Regions from separate parts of the Mus musculus genome. Here all the other regions are linked to region 2. Evidence: chromatin contacts called from public HiChIP or PLAC-seq and promoter capture Hi-C data. All regions are on one chromosome and are shown on one strand. Each heading gives the region's core, a stretch centred on a gene start, on an enhancer-like site or on the middle of the called end of the contact. The rest is flanking DNA. Distances are from core to core; before and after follow the strand shown.

Region 1 (4,501 bases), core at 423-2,922, 510 kb before region 2:
GGTGTGTTTTCAAAACTCAGTATTTATTCTGATTTTAGTGTATGAGTGCTTGCTTGAATGTATGACCACAGAGCCCATAGAGGTGTGGCTCCTGTGGAACTGCTGTGAGCCACATACGTGCTGGGAAGGGAAGTCTGCCCAAGCAGCCGTGCTCTAAGCCTGAGCATCCCCTGGACCTCACCTTACTGACCCTGTTCTGCAGACATGAAGGGTTCTGCAGGTGGAGTAGATGACCTGGAAGGGAAAGTAGAGGTGTGGCTTGGCATGGTGGCACACACTGGCTATCCCAGGACTAGGATGGTAGAGGCAGGGGGACCTTAAGTTTGTAGAGGCTTGGACTACATTAAAAAACAAAAACCAAATAAACACCACCACCACCCTGTCTCAACACCAACACTGACAAGCAAACACCTGGATTTGAGGCAGACCTGGTCTGCCCGTTGCTTCCCATGTGACTAACCCAGGACACATTGATCAGCTGAGCATTGAGATCCTTATTTGAAAAAGGAGGCTCCTTACACCTTCGCCCCTTCACAGTGCAGGAATCCAACACTCAGGACCTGAACCTGGGCTCTTACAAATATGTTCAGTCTGAATTCTAAAAAAGCATTACTCTGACTCCCCAGATGGGGCAGAAGGAGCATTGCTGCATGTAAACATCCTCTTTCCTTACACACGAATTCAGAAAACTGATAGGTACTTACAGCACCTGGTGGCAAATCGTAGCTATGCTCAGTAAGACCAGATGCTAGATGGCTCAGTGGTGAAGAGGACCAACTCCACTCCCAGTACCACATCTGGGGATCCAGAACCCTCTCCTTCATCTGCAGACACTGCACACATCCACACAAATAAAAATAACCAGGGCTGGAGAGAGGCTCACCAGTTAAGGGCACATACACGTCCATGTGCTAACTACTGCTTGTAGCCCTTGCTCCAAGGGACTGGATGCCTCTGGTCTCTGCAGAAAGGTGCACATACCAACCACCCCTCTTCACATCACTAAAAATTGGAAAAAAAGCCGGGAGTGCTGGAGGCACTTTAACCCCAACTGTGGAGAGGCAGAGACGGGGGTAACTCTGAGTTCATGGCCAGCCTGGTCTAAAAGCAAGTTCCAGGACAACAGTTATATAAGTAAAATTCATACACATACATACATTCACACACACAGAAACATACATACACAATCATACATACATATACTCACAGACACATACATATACACACAGGCACACACACATAAACATATATTCACACACTCACCCACATATATACACATTAATACACATATATACAAACTCACATATATACATACACATACATACACTCACACATAGACACACATACACACATATACACACACACAGACACTCACACACACATACACACATACATACAAAAACACACACTCATACTCACAAACACACACACACAGACACATACAGACACATACACATACACACACACCTACACATATACACTAATACACACATACACACACACACATACACTCTCTCACACCCATTCACATGAATCTAATTGTGATGCTCAAAGGAGGAGAACAAAGGACATGCTGGGGAAGACTAAGCCACAGAGGAGAACCACACTGCTCTGTATTCTCCAGGGATACAGAGTGGCAGGGCTGTAGAGGGAGAAGTGAGGGGGAGGCTCAGCTGCTGGCTGTTCGTTGCGTTGGAACACTCTGGCATCAGCAGTTTCACAGAACACTCCAGTAGGTGTCTGCACAGGAAGTACTTTTCATGAAGGGAGGCGATTGTCAGGATGAATGGGACCAATTCACTGAGCGGGGTACAGCTCAGTGGCAAAACCCTGGCACATGCAACCCAGCTCCACAACACAACAAAACCAGCAGACAGACCCACGACCGACGGACAGACTGATGGACCGACCAACCAACCAACCAAAACAGCAACTAACTGAACAAAGCAAATGACTGTTTTCCTGGCAAAGCATTTATTGAAAGTAACACTTCAGGGTAAACCATCTTCCGGAAGGCACACAGCTACGCTGACCGGTGAAGAGAGCCAACAATTTATAAGATTCCATTATAATAACAATTGCCAAGGCACCTGCATTACAACCTTTTAAATATTTTAAAAAGTTAAAATGACGTATCAGTTGATATTTTAAATGTAAAATCCTCCTGACAGCATTTGGAACAGCTAAGAGCTTAACAGAATGATTCCTGCCTCAATGATCTGTTGACAGAGCAGTCTTCAAAAATAGAATTAAAATTGTGAACAACATGACCCAGCCTAGGTCCAGGGGAAGACTAGGAGTCAAAACACCCTTTCTACAGTAAAGGGCACATTTCAAGATGGCAACTGCTGTGTCATCGTTTATTTTGATTTATGGACTGTATCAAAAATCCTTGAGACAAACTACCCTAAATGCACCCTTGTTTCTCAACTGCAGTTTTTTTCTTGTCCCAGTAGATGGCAGTAGAACACCATCTTTCATTGCATAGGGTCCATGAAGCCGGGAAGCTAAATTACAGGGAAGGCTCTTACAGGTCAAGTTTCTTCAAGGCCAAGTTAGTGGGATGTAGGTGGCAAAGAGAAGACAAAAGATTGATCCCAAGGGAGTTTACGGTTAAATGGGTGCTGGCTACAGAAGACAGAAAGACGACCAATGGCTGTCTGGTCCCAGGAAGGGAGCAATGAAATCCTAAGTTTCAGAAGCATGTACAGGGGGCATGAATCTAGATGCACTGGCTTCTTGACTGAGGCCAGGAAAAATAAGTCATTAGCTCCTAACGAAAATGTTAACAGACTCATCTAGTAAGCAAAGAATGACTTACAGTTGTTCTTGAATTAAACATTAAGACCTATCCAACAGGGGCAACACTGGTAAATAATCTAAACACCAAACAAGGACTATTAAGGTAGGACCTGTGTTGAGAAGAGCCAGCTTTCCCTACTGGTTCTCTGCCCAGCTCCCCTTCCTGTGGCAGAGACCAGTGACTGAACTCCAGCACCACAGACGCAGACTCTAAACGGCCAACAATACAGGCTGTTCTTACAGATGCCTATTAAAGCATTCTCAGTAACCGGAAGGGACACCTGTTTCTTTACCACCACTTGCTTTTGTGCATACTCACTAGACTTCCTCCATTGTTTCTATTCCTTCATTCAGGTTTTTAAAAAGTTTATGTGCATGAATGTTTTGCTTGTATGTGTACCATGTTCCTGCCCAGTACCCTCAGAAGCCAGAAGAGGGCGCCAGATCCCCTAGACCTGGACAGCATGTGGATACTGGAACTAACCAGGGTCTTCTACAAGTGCAGCATTTTCCACCTCTGAGCCATTTCTTTGGCCCAAGGTGTAACCCAAGAGTAACCTCTAATTCAACTCCTCCTGTCTCTGCCTCCTCAGCACATCCTACTGGCCAGCGCCCCCTCAGACAGTGATTAGAATACATCTGGACAGAATCTGCTATGCTATTACAGGAAGTAGAAATGCCCTTTGCCTTCCTGTATTCTTTTTGGAGACACCCTTGCTCTATTGCCAAGGTTAGTTTTGGACTCTTGGACCTCCTGGACAGCTGGATGGATTACAGATGCCTTCCGTTCTCAGGGGTCCCTGTCTAAGTCCATACTCTGGAACAAAGAAAGCAGTTTTTTTACAAATAAGTTTTGCTAAAGGAGAAAAAGTGGACAGCTCTCTAGATGCTATAGATGTTCACAGCATCTTGAGGGTTCACCAGAAGAAACACCCCCCCCCCAGACAGAATCAATTCAAAGGAATAAAGATAACAAGAAAATACCTTTATCAGGAAGAAAAGGACAAAAAGCTCAATCTTTTGGAGCTCGGAGGACAAGCCCCAGCTGGCAGGCTCACCAGTGAGTGGTTAGGACACCCTGCTGCGCTTAATTGTTTTTAGCACGGTAGGATAGGGTACTTTATGCTACCACCCAGCTGTGAGTCCCCTGGCTCCTGTCAGCTTGTGTCACAACCTAAGAAGAAAATAGCAGCTTTAACATCTCCCTCACTGGCCTTCCACTAGTCTACAGTATTTTTGCTTTTTATAGCCCCATGCCCTACCATGAAGACTGGACTATATATAAACTCTGTCTCCTCCACTTTCACTCATGTAAAGCAAATATGGAGGGAGCACGCTCAGGCGTGTGGCAGAGGCCAGGTGACACCGACCTGCCAGGCCGGTGTTCATCAGAGTCATGAGGCGTGTGCCCAAATCCTTCCCCACCCAGAAACATTTTATGATATTCTTACCATTAAAGACAACGGCTCCATTTGCTGAATAGGGAGGGCTAAGCAAAAAAATAAGGCTTCATGGCTAGAATGCTGAGCTAAACTAGGTTCAACACAGTGAACAATGCACAGATACAAGGTAATACATGATGACTGACATTTGCTGGGCGGAATTGTGGCTACTGAAAACTTAAACCGAGAGCCCTGCACTACACATAGAAGCCAAAATGATTGTCAGTGCTGTGAGAACAGCCTTCGTGCAGGCCACT
Region 2 (4,554 bases), core at 1,760-4,259:
GGCGAGGGGGGCGGGGAGAGGGCAGATCATAAGTAGCTATGGTATTTACAGAGAAGCTTTGCAAGATGGAGAAGAGGCAGGGGAGTCAAACTGGAAGTCCACCCTGTACCTCCAGGGTAGGGAGATCAACTTAAGGCTGCCCTCAGCTGGTACTGACCAGATTGCTAATGGTCGTCTGCCTTCTCCCCCAGCCTGCCTGCCCCAACCCATTAGCCTGAATGCCAGGGATTACTTCAAGGCCTCACTGCCAACCCTCCTGCTTGTGTGTCTCTGCCTAGCTCAGGCCTTTGGCTACCGACTCCGGAGAGTCATCGCAGCCTTCTATTTCCCCAAGGTGAACCGGCAGACAGCTCTACCCCTGAGCATGCAATCGCACAACTCCCCACTACCCTACAGTGTCCTCCCCTGCTCTAATCACTATCGCTGGCTCCTCTTGCTTCCCACCCAACCCCTCAGCGAGAGAAGAAGCGGGCTCTGTTCTTCTACAATGAGTTCCTGAAGAAGAGATCAGCTTTCACTAAACTGAGGAGGGCCGCCATTGTTCGGAGGGCAAATCAGCAGAAGGCTCCAGTAAGTCCAGTCTCTAGCAAGCCTGCCAGCTCTCCACAGGGTCTGCAGACTCTCCGAGAAGGGACACCCTTTTCAGGACACCCAGCACCCTCAGTGTCCCAGGCCCAGTGGAGCTGAGTGGGTCTGGCAGATACAGGGTAGGTCAGGGCTGCATCTGTCTTTGAAACTCAATACTCAACCCAGCTGCAGACATACATGGGACTTTAGGAAGTGGCAGAAAGGAGATGTGAGATTGGGTGGTCTGTTTGTAGGGCAGCAATGACCCCATAAGAAAGAGCACACAGACAAGCCCAAGGTGGTTCTGGGAAATGGAGAGGAGGCAGGTGGCCAGGGGTCAGTGGGACTTCAGGAGGGAACATGCAGTCTTTGGAAGACACAGAACCGGAACTGCGGTTGAGTCCACACATCCTGAAGCTGAAGGAGCCAGGGGTCCTCACTGTATCTTTTTCCCCCTTGGAAGAACAGAGTGTAGACAGGTCTGTGAGGCCATTCTGCAGAGTTGGAAGAGTGGTATGGTGGTTGGCTGCCAGAGAAGACTTGGTTTGAGTCCAGCTTCATCCCTGCCATGGTATGGCAGCTGTGTGACCCTACTCAACTGCCAGGTCTTGCTTTCTCTTCTCTGTAAGATGGTGTTAACCAATTCATTTGTTCAGTTGTTACAATGCCTGGGTTTTACTTCATTGATGCTGGTACACACACAGACACACACACACACACACACACACACCACCAAGCCTGATGACCCGAGTTCCATCCTCCTGGTAGAAGGAGAGGACTCCCCACAAGCTGTCCCCTGACTGCCACACATACCCCACGGCACACATGAACATCAGCAGGCTGGGATCCCTTGACCTGGTCCTGAAGTAGACTGAACTCGAATGGCTAGATGAAATAGGGGGGTATGTGTTCTAAGCTGAAGGAACAGTGTGTGAAAAAAAAACAAACTCAGAGATCAAAGTGGATGCCAAGGTCAAAGGGCAAGCTAAGGGAAATGCAAAGTGTGGCAGGAGCCAAGGAGGCAGAGCAAGGCTGGGAAGAAACAGACCTCTGAGCGCTCGAAGGGCAAGCCCAGCTCTGCTCTTAAGAATTCCTGGCAACTGTATGAAGAGGGTATTCGGAAAGTGAGACTGTGGAATGGCCACAAAGCTTGGGACTTGGTTCCTGCCAGGTTTGACTCAGATCTGACTTAGGAAAGTTACACCATCTTTCTGAGATTTTTTTTGGGGGGGGGTTGAGTTTTTTGTTTGTTTGTTTGTTTTTCGAGACAGGGTTTCTCTGTGTAGCCCTGGCTGTCCTGGAACTCACTCTGTAGACCAGGCTGGCCTCAAACTCAGAAATCCACCTGCCTCTGCCTCCCAAGTACTGGGATTAAAGGTGTGCACCACCACCACCCGGAGAGATTTTTTAAAAAAGACTTAATTAAAATTTGCACTTATTTAATGTGTATGGGTGTTTTGCCTATGCATATGTCTGTGTCCTCATGGGTGGCTGGTGTCCAGGGAGGCCAGAAGATCATCCAGTTCCCTGGAACTCAAGTGACAGGCAGTTGTTAGCTATGTGGGTGCTGGGATTCAAACCTGGGTCCTCTGGAAGAGCAGTCAGGGTTCTTAACCACGGAACCATCTCTCCAGCCCAGTAAGGTGTAAATTGTGCCCTCCTCCCTTCTAAGCCTAAGTACCAAATTAAGCCGCTCCACAGGTGTACAGAATTGTTGTGGGTCATCCTTGGGAGTAAGTTTGGGCACGCCAGGCTCCGCAGCCCATCATGGAGAAGAAGACTCTTTCGATTTATCTCAATATCGCCCTCGAGGGCTCTTCTTGTCTACCCCAGCTTCCTCCAATATAGCATTGTCAGGCCTTGGGACTTCATACATTAAGAGCTGCCCAGTGCCCCTGACAACCCTTTCTGCTCAGCCCACTTGGCATTAACCAATCCACCTCATCTTCCAACAGCCCCACTACCTGGTGGAGGCTCTGTATCGCCGGTGCCCTCTCCTGCACCGCTTCATGCGTCAGCGCTGTGTGGTGTGCCAGGCAATGGAGACGCCGGATTCCTACGTGTGCCCCACACCAGACTGCAAGGCCCTGTACTGCCGGTCGTGCTGGGACGACATGCAACGGCTCTGCCCGGTGTGCACGCCCCGCGAAGAGCTCTCGTCATCCGCCCACAGCGACAGCAACGACGACGCTGTGTATGGCGATTGAAGGGATGCTGCCCGCCTTCTTGCTTAATAAAGTGTGATGCACGCTCCTGCGGCTGGTGCTTCGCAGGCATCCGGGATTGGGTGAGCCGGAAGAACTGGCCCGCACAATCTCCACGAAGCCGGGCTACAGACGGGAGGCAGGATGGAGGGAAGGCGCGAGTCTTGTGGTGTCCAAACCCATCCCGGTAGCTGCCGGAAAGAGGCTGCGCTGAGCGGCAGGGGCGGAGCCTCAGACGGGGCGGGGCGGAGCCTCAGACGGGGCGGGGCGGGGCCTAGTTGCTGCGCTGCACCGAGCTGGTGTCCGGCGGGGCCGTGGCTGCTCCTCCACGCGTAGCCCCGCACCTGCTGCCCCAGTCCAGCCCGGAGCTCCGCGGCCATGCGGCTGGCGCTGCTCTGGGCTCTGGGACTCCTGGGCGCGGGCAGCCCTCGGCCCTCCCCGCCGCTGCCAAATATAGGTGAGTTCCCAGGACAGTGGGTCGAGGGGATGATTTGGAAAGAGGTACAAGGAAACCCGGAGGCAATGGGGTGTTGGGGTCTGCCGGAGCCTAACCAGAGGGCAGCCTGCGTGATCTGCGGACCAAAGCCTAGGGCCAGGTAATTTGGAGAACGAAAGGAAGAGGAGGATGGGGAGGAGGAGGAGGAGGAAGAGGAGGAGGGAGGATGGCGTCCTCTGTCCTGAAGTCCCGAGTTATCCCTGCAGACACTTTTGAGTCTCAGGCACTGAAGAGCGTGCGCGGGGGGTGGGGGTGGGGCGCTCAGATCATGGAAAGAGTCACTCCTTAGGACTGACGTCTTCGTCTCTCTAGTGCCTAGCTGACAGTTCTACTCAATGAAGTGCCCGGACTAGCTAGTGGGGTTTTAGTGAAAAGGATTATTTTCAGCCGTTCATTCCAGACCTGGGCGGCCAGCACCGCTCACTCGGGTGCGGTTGCCACCAGAAGCCTGGCGGAGCGGGAGGGGCCCGGAGGAGCCAGGGGAGGGAGCTTTCGCCAGGAAAGAGACTGGGACACCAACTCCTCCTTGGAACTTTCACTTCCCGCTGCTGTCTTGGGCTGGGGGCCGAGAGGGTAGGCGGGGGTGGAGTGTCCGGAGAGGAGAGGGCCATTGTTGGGGGGTGCTGGCGGAGGAAGCGGAGGCTGTTGGGAACGGGTGCGCCTGACTGGGCATCAAGGCTGTTTAGGGAGGTCAGAGTGTTTGCACTGCTCACCCAAAGATGGGTGTTCCCGGCAGGCATCTCTACTGTGAGGGAAAAGGAAGGGCAAGTGGGCACTAGGCCACAGACTTCTCTTAGACCTAAGAAAGGGCATTCCTGATTGGGTGGGGAGTGTGATTGGGAAGGGATGGGAACAAGGGAGGGCCCCCGTGAAAATCTTGGGATTGGCCAAAGGGAAGGCAAGGAGGAGCTGCAAGCTGGATACTCTGAACTTTGGGGACTTATGGGTGAAATCCGTAAGTTGGGGAAAAAAAAACCCCTCCTTCCCATATCCTCCTTTAAATCCTGGCACACACTGCAGGACCGCTTAAGTCACTGATATAGCCTTCTGTGCTGAGGGTCGGTGGGTCTGAGGACACTAGTGATTCCAGCCTTGCTAGGGATTTCCTCAGCAATCTCTTAGGATGTTCTGGGACCCTGCAGGAGGCACTGAGGAAGAGCAGCAAGCCAGCCCAGAGAGGACGCTGAGTGGATCCATGGAGAGCCGGGTTGTTCAGGACAGCCCCCCAATGAGCCTAGCAGACGTGCTTCAGGTGAGGGACAGCCTGCTAATAAGATTTTCTCTTTC
Region 3 (4,494 bases), core at 242-2,741, 410 kb before region 2:
CACCATCAACCTCATCATCCCCTGCGTACTCATCACCTCGCTGGCCATCCTGGTCTTCTACCTGCCCTCAGACTGTGGTGAAAAGATGACACTTTGTATTTCTGTGCTGCTGGCGCTCACGGTGTTCCTGCTGCTCATCTCCAAGATTGTGCCTCCCACCTCCCTCGACGTACCGCTGGTGGGAAAGTACCTCATGTTCACCATGGTGCTAGTCACCTTCTCCATCGTCACTAGCGTGTGTGTGCTCAATGTGCACCACCGTTCGCCTACCACGCACACCATGGCGCCCTGGGTCAAGGTGGTCTTCCTGGAGAAGCTGCCCACCCTCCTCTTCCTGCAGCAGCCACGCCACCGCTGTGCACGTCAACGCCTGCGCTTGCGAAGGCGCCAGCGGGAACGTGAGGGGGCAGGCACACTATTCTTCCGCGAAGGTCCTGCAGCTGACCCATGTACCTGCTTTGTCAATCCTGCATCAATGCAGGGCTTGGCTGGGGCTTTCCAGGCTGAGCCCGCTGCAGCCGGTCTGGGGCGCTCGATGGGCCCATGCAGCTGTGGCCTCCGGGAAGCTGTGGACGGTGTACGCTTCATTGCGGACCATATGCGAAGTGAAGATGATGACCAGAGTGTGAGTACCAAGGGTGAGATAGGCATGTCGGGAGCAGAAACCCCTGTGTGCGGGGAGTAGGTGTCACTTAGGGTCACAAAGCAAGGGTACAAGGGAGGGGCAACGTGATTGAGGACTCAGCAGGGTAGGCTTCCAGATTGGCTTGCCGGTGTTGGTGTCTGTACCAGATGACCTTGTAGCTCCCAGAGGACTAGTATTCAGGGTGAGATGTGTCAGCTAAGGCATCATTAGTGTGAGAGAGGTGACTAGGAACTTTAGGGCAGGGAGAAGTTCTTTTGGGCCCGAGGGTGTCACATGGACACTTCCAAGTTGTTAATGCGCTGCTGCTCTTAGTGCAAATGGAGATGAGTCCTTGCGGACCACAGAGCGGGCAACTGGGATGATGATGGACGGGGAAAGGAAAGTTTAGAGGTTCCATGGGGCTGGTCCCAGCAGAGAAAGCAAATAAAATCAATAGCCCGTTTCTACTGTCCTGGGCCTTGAAAAGAGTCTAATGAAATATTTATAGAAATGGGGTGGATAGAGGCCAGGGCTCTCCAGATGGTCTCACCCTCTTCTGCACCCCCAGCTTCTGGCCTTTCCTGCCGTCTCCCCAGAAGGAGATTCCTTGAGACTAAGCCAGGAGTTGAGGGAAGGTGCGATGGGTTAACATCCTGCCCCCCATTTTGGGTACCATCTGGCCTTCCCTGAGATCAGTGTTCAGGTACCTGACTGGTTCTAAGCCAAGGCTCAGTTGTTGCCATAGTGACCAGCAAGGTTTCCTCTGGGACTCTGCCATTCCAGCTGGGGAAGGATAAAGGGCAGGCACTGTGGTTTATGTTGGGAGCTGAGTTCAGACATCTTCTCCCTCCCTCCTCCCCCCGACTGCAGACAAGCATGGGAGAGGGAGAGAGGCTGAGACTGGAGATGAAGGAGCCAAGGCTAACTGGGTGCAGGGCTCAGCAGCCGCTGCATCTCTGGCCTCCACCTCCGCTGCAGTCCATCATGTAGCCTGCATTTCAAGTCAGGCGCTGAAGGTGCAGTGACCTACTTGGATGCCTCAGAGGCATCTAGACCTCAACACGCCCAAACCCAAGTGCGTGCTCTACACCCCCAACCTGGCCCTAACTTGCCCCTAGTTTCCCTGTCTTGCTGGAAATGGCATTCCCTGGGCTAAGCAGTTCACACTGAAACCTGGTGATGCCTTTGCTCTCTCTCCCTTAGTGCTCACCACTGATGTTTTCAGAAGTCCTGTCCTGGGAGCACCACCTCCAAGGTGATTCCCTGCTTTGTCCTTTTTCTGTCACTTTCATGCTAACACCCTGGTCCTTGAGCTCCTGTCAACTCTTGTGTGGACCAAGGGAGAATCTCCCAACTGCCTCCCTGTTCAGCTTCCTATGCGCAGTTAAATAACCCACACCCCCAGGCTGGTGACTTGCTCCCTTGCTTGGGTCACCAGCTTGTCACTCAGTTGTCTCTAGCAAGCCAAGCTCTTTCCTGCCCTCGAGCCTTTGCATCTGGGTCCCTCCACGAGAACAGTCTTTGTTTTAGTTATTCTTCTCATTGTTGTGACAAAATTCTCTTGAGGAAAGCAGATGTAGGGACTGCAGGCTTTGTTTGGCCTTGCAGTTTGAGATTACAGCCCAAGGCGGGGAAGGTGGTAGCAGGAGCCTGCAGGTCCTGTTTCAGTCTGGAAGCAGGGAGAGGGGAATTCTGAGATCAACAAACTTTTCCATTTCTCCTTCTGCCTGGGACCCTAGCCCATGCAATGAGTGCTGCCTGCCTCAATTAATCCAATCTAGAAAGATTCCCCATAGACGTTTGTTCCCATGATGATGCTAATCTCATCAAGCTGATGATATTACTCTTTCCTCACCCCCCCCCCCGCCCCCAAAACAAAACCAAAACCCTGTTACTGTTATTATTTGGCCCTGTTCTTTAAAAGTAATCATGTAACCTTGACTCCCAAACACTTGGATGTGTCTCTTCTTAAGACCAGAGATGCTCTCCTGGTGATACAGGGTGAGCATGTGAAAGGCCCCAAGTTCCAACTGCTATCAACAACCAAAGTAGCAATGAAGTGCCCGGCTTCAAAGACCCAATTCTGGAAACAGAACAGCATCAATACTTTTAGCACTGTACAGTGCACATTCAAGCTTTCCCGACTGTCTCAGTAGCATCCTTCCTAGGAGCATCATTAGACCTAGGAGCCCAAGGTGCATTGTGTTGCCAAGCCTCATTGCTTCACTTCCTTGGCTTTCTTTGCCTTTCTTGGGACAGTTTAAAGGGGCAGGGCTGGGATGCTGTTCTGCTGGGTTTGCCTGACCATGACTTCAGTGTGGATCTGGAACAGGGCTTCCTTCCTACCCAGCAGAGCTTGCTGTAAGCGTCATCTCCTAGAAGAGGCTTTTCCAGGCCCATCCCATCTTCCTTCTGTTTCTCCATCCTAGTCTTCCATCCCCTCTCACTGTATGATCTCTGAGAGGTTTATTGTCTCTGTCTCCTTGAAGATACTCAAAACCATAGGGTTCTTCACTTGGTTGTGTCTCCGAGCCTTGCAGGATGCCAGGTCTGTGGCAGGCCCAACTGTGACTTCAGTGAGTGACTGTTTGGCTGCCAGCTACATGAATTGCACAGTTGCTGGCTCCCTATCTTGTGTCCTGTGATCTGGCTGGGGCCCAGATAAACACATACAAAAAGACAGGACTCAGTCTGGAAGAGAAGCTGGCTTTTCCTGTGACCCTGTAGATGGTTCTCAAACCCCACGGATATCATTACCTTTTGGACTGATGTTTTAACACTTGGGCACCACTTGCACCTTCTGGGTTCTGTGTAGGAGTGAGGTTGAGGTTGTGGGAGGGTGTCTCAAGCTATCATAAAAGCAGAGCCCCAGAGGCAGCACCTCTGAGTTACTGAGAGCCTTGTCCCGGATGCTGGCAGGGTCCCTCTCATGTTTGGTGGAAGGCCAGACATACAGATTGAAACAATATAGTATACTGAGTTAGCTAGTGCCAGGGACCAACCGGAGCAGGGAAGCCATTAATTGTTTGGTGAATAGACAATTAGGAAATTAGGGCTTTGAAATATGTGTAGGAGTTTACCAGTTTTGTTTGTTTTGTTTTGTTTTAAGGAAGTGAGAGAGCTAAGAAGACATGTTGTAGTTCTTACTAAGTTTGAGTTTTGGGGTGTGGGAGGTAGTAGGAAGTAGACTCCTATTTGTTACGGGTAGGTTCGGGTGGGCCCCGGGGGCAGTGGGAGCACTAGAGACTTTGGAGTAGGCAGGATCAGAGCCATGAATAGTTGTTCTGGGTTTGCTGAGGGAGAGGAGTGGGGGTGGGGGGGTGCACACGTGGTAGGGACTTTCCTGCCTCTTCCCACACCAGGTGACTGATATCTGGGTCACCTTCATTTCCTCCATCCAGGTGAGGGAGGATTGGAAATACGTTGCCATGGTGATCGACCGCCTGTTCCTCTGGATCTTTGTCTTTGTCTGTGTCTTTGGGACCATTGGCATGTTCCTGCAGCCTCTCTTCCAGAACTACACTGCCACGACCTTCCTTCACTCTGACCACTCAGCTCCCAGCTCCAAGTGAGGTCTCTCATTTGCAGCTACTCATCCCGTGACCCCTGGGGTTCAGTAGTATTGGGTGGAAGATGGATTGATCCCCACTCCACTGAAGTCTGCTTCACACCTCCATTCGCACAGAGGCCTCCAGCCTGGAGGCTGGACCAGCTGCCTCATGTTCAAGCATTCTCCCTCCCCTCTGAGCTGATTCAGGCAGTAGTGTTAACGGTGGGGGCCAAGGCTGGTAAGTAGAGGCCAGAGATCTCAGAGCCACCTATCTGATGAGGGTGCTAGAGAAGGGGCCAAGAAAGGGACAGTTATCTAT

The links. Promoter capture Hi-C pulls out the DNA fragments that hold promoters and counts their contacts. HiChIP or PLAC-seq counts read pairs in DNA pulled down with a chosen protein or histone mark.
Region 1: a contact with region 2 is called in a promoter capture Hi-C map of hippocampal neurons, with 4 times the contacts expected there. The contact joins the enhancer-like site here to the promoter of Adam15 in region 2. A contact is called at or near these places in 5 of 39 promoter capture datasets (the 3T3-L1 cell line, frontonasal cranial neural crest, hippocampal neurons and 2 more), 15 of 484 Hi-C or Micro-C datasets (the Ba/F3 cell line, the G1E-ER4 cell line, the N1E-115 cell line and 10 more), 12 of 115 datasets of contacts at active chromatin or transcription factors (craniofacial prominence, embryonic basal ganglia, embryonic forebrain and 7 more) and 3 of 9 other capture datasets (adipose tissue, embryonic stem cells and liver).
Region 3: a contact with region 2 is called in an H3K4me3 HiChIP or PLAC-seq map of forebrain, with 7 times the contacts expected there. The contact joins the enhancer-like site here to the promoter of Adam15 in region 2. A contact is called at or near these places in 4 of 39 promoter capture datasets (liver, maxillary cranial neural crest, neural stem cells and 1 more), 1 of 15 datasets of contacts at CTCF or cohesin (large pre-B cells), 7 of 484 Hi-C or Micro-C datasets (the G1E-ER4 cell line, the N1E-115 cell line, cardiomyocytes and 4 more), 10 of 115 datasets of contacts at active chromatin or transcription factors (bone marrow-derived macrophages, craniofacial prominence, embryonic basal ganglia and 7 more) and 2 of 9 other capture datasets (embryonic stem cells and liver).

What each region holds. Positions count from the first base shown.
Region 1 is chr3:89,856,297-89,860,797 of GRCm38.p6, reverse strand. It overlaps She (src homology 2 domain-containing transforming protein E), which reads right to left. Exons shown (of 6, transcript NM_172530.3): 6 at 1,952-4,501. Among named protein-coding and RNA genes, the nearest start is that of Gm46811, 14 kb to the left of the region's middle. Within about 2 kb of position 1,672, at least 45 of the 459 cell types and tissues checked have an H3K27ac peak or open chromatin away from gene starts, as enhancers often do. A contact at or near this core is called in cerebral cortex, cortical neurons, hippocampal neurons and 1 more, where this site is marked.
Region 2 is chr3:89,348,483-89,353,036 of GRCm38.p6, reverse strand. Adam15 (a disintegrin and metallopeptidase domain 15 (metargidin)) reads left to right here and starts at 3,009. Exons shown (of 23, transcript NM_001037722.3): 1 at 3,009-3,228; 2 at 4,410-4,519. The coding sequence starts at 3,150. Dcst1 (DC-STAMP domain containing 1) reads left to right here. Exons shown (of 16, transcript NM_029974.2): 14 at 192-334; 15 at 457-570; 16 at 2,523-2,818. The coding sequence ends at 2,774. It also overlaps a transcript of Dcst2 not described here.
Region 3 is chr3:89,756,803-89,761,296 of GRCm38.p6, reverse strand. Chrnb2 (cholinergic receptor, nicotinic, beta polypeptide 2 (neuronal)) reads left to right here. Exons shown (of 6, transcript NM_009602.4): 5 at 1-625; 6 at 4,027-4,494. The coding sequence ends at 4,197. Among named protein-coding and RNA genes, the nearest start is that of Chrnb2, 5.6 kb to the left of the region's middle. Within about 2 kb of position 1,491, at least 11 of the 459 cell types and tissues checked have an H3K27ac peak or open chromatin away from gene starts, as enhancers often do.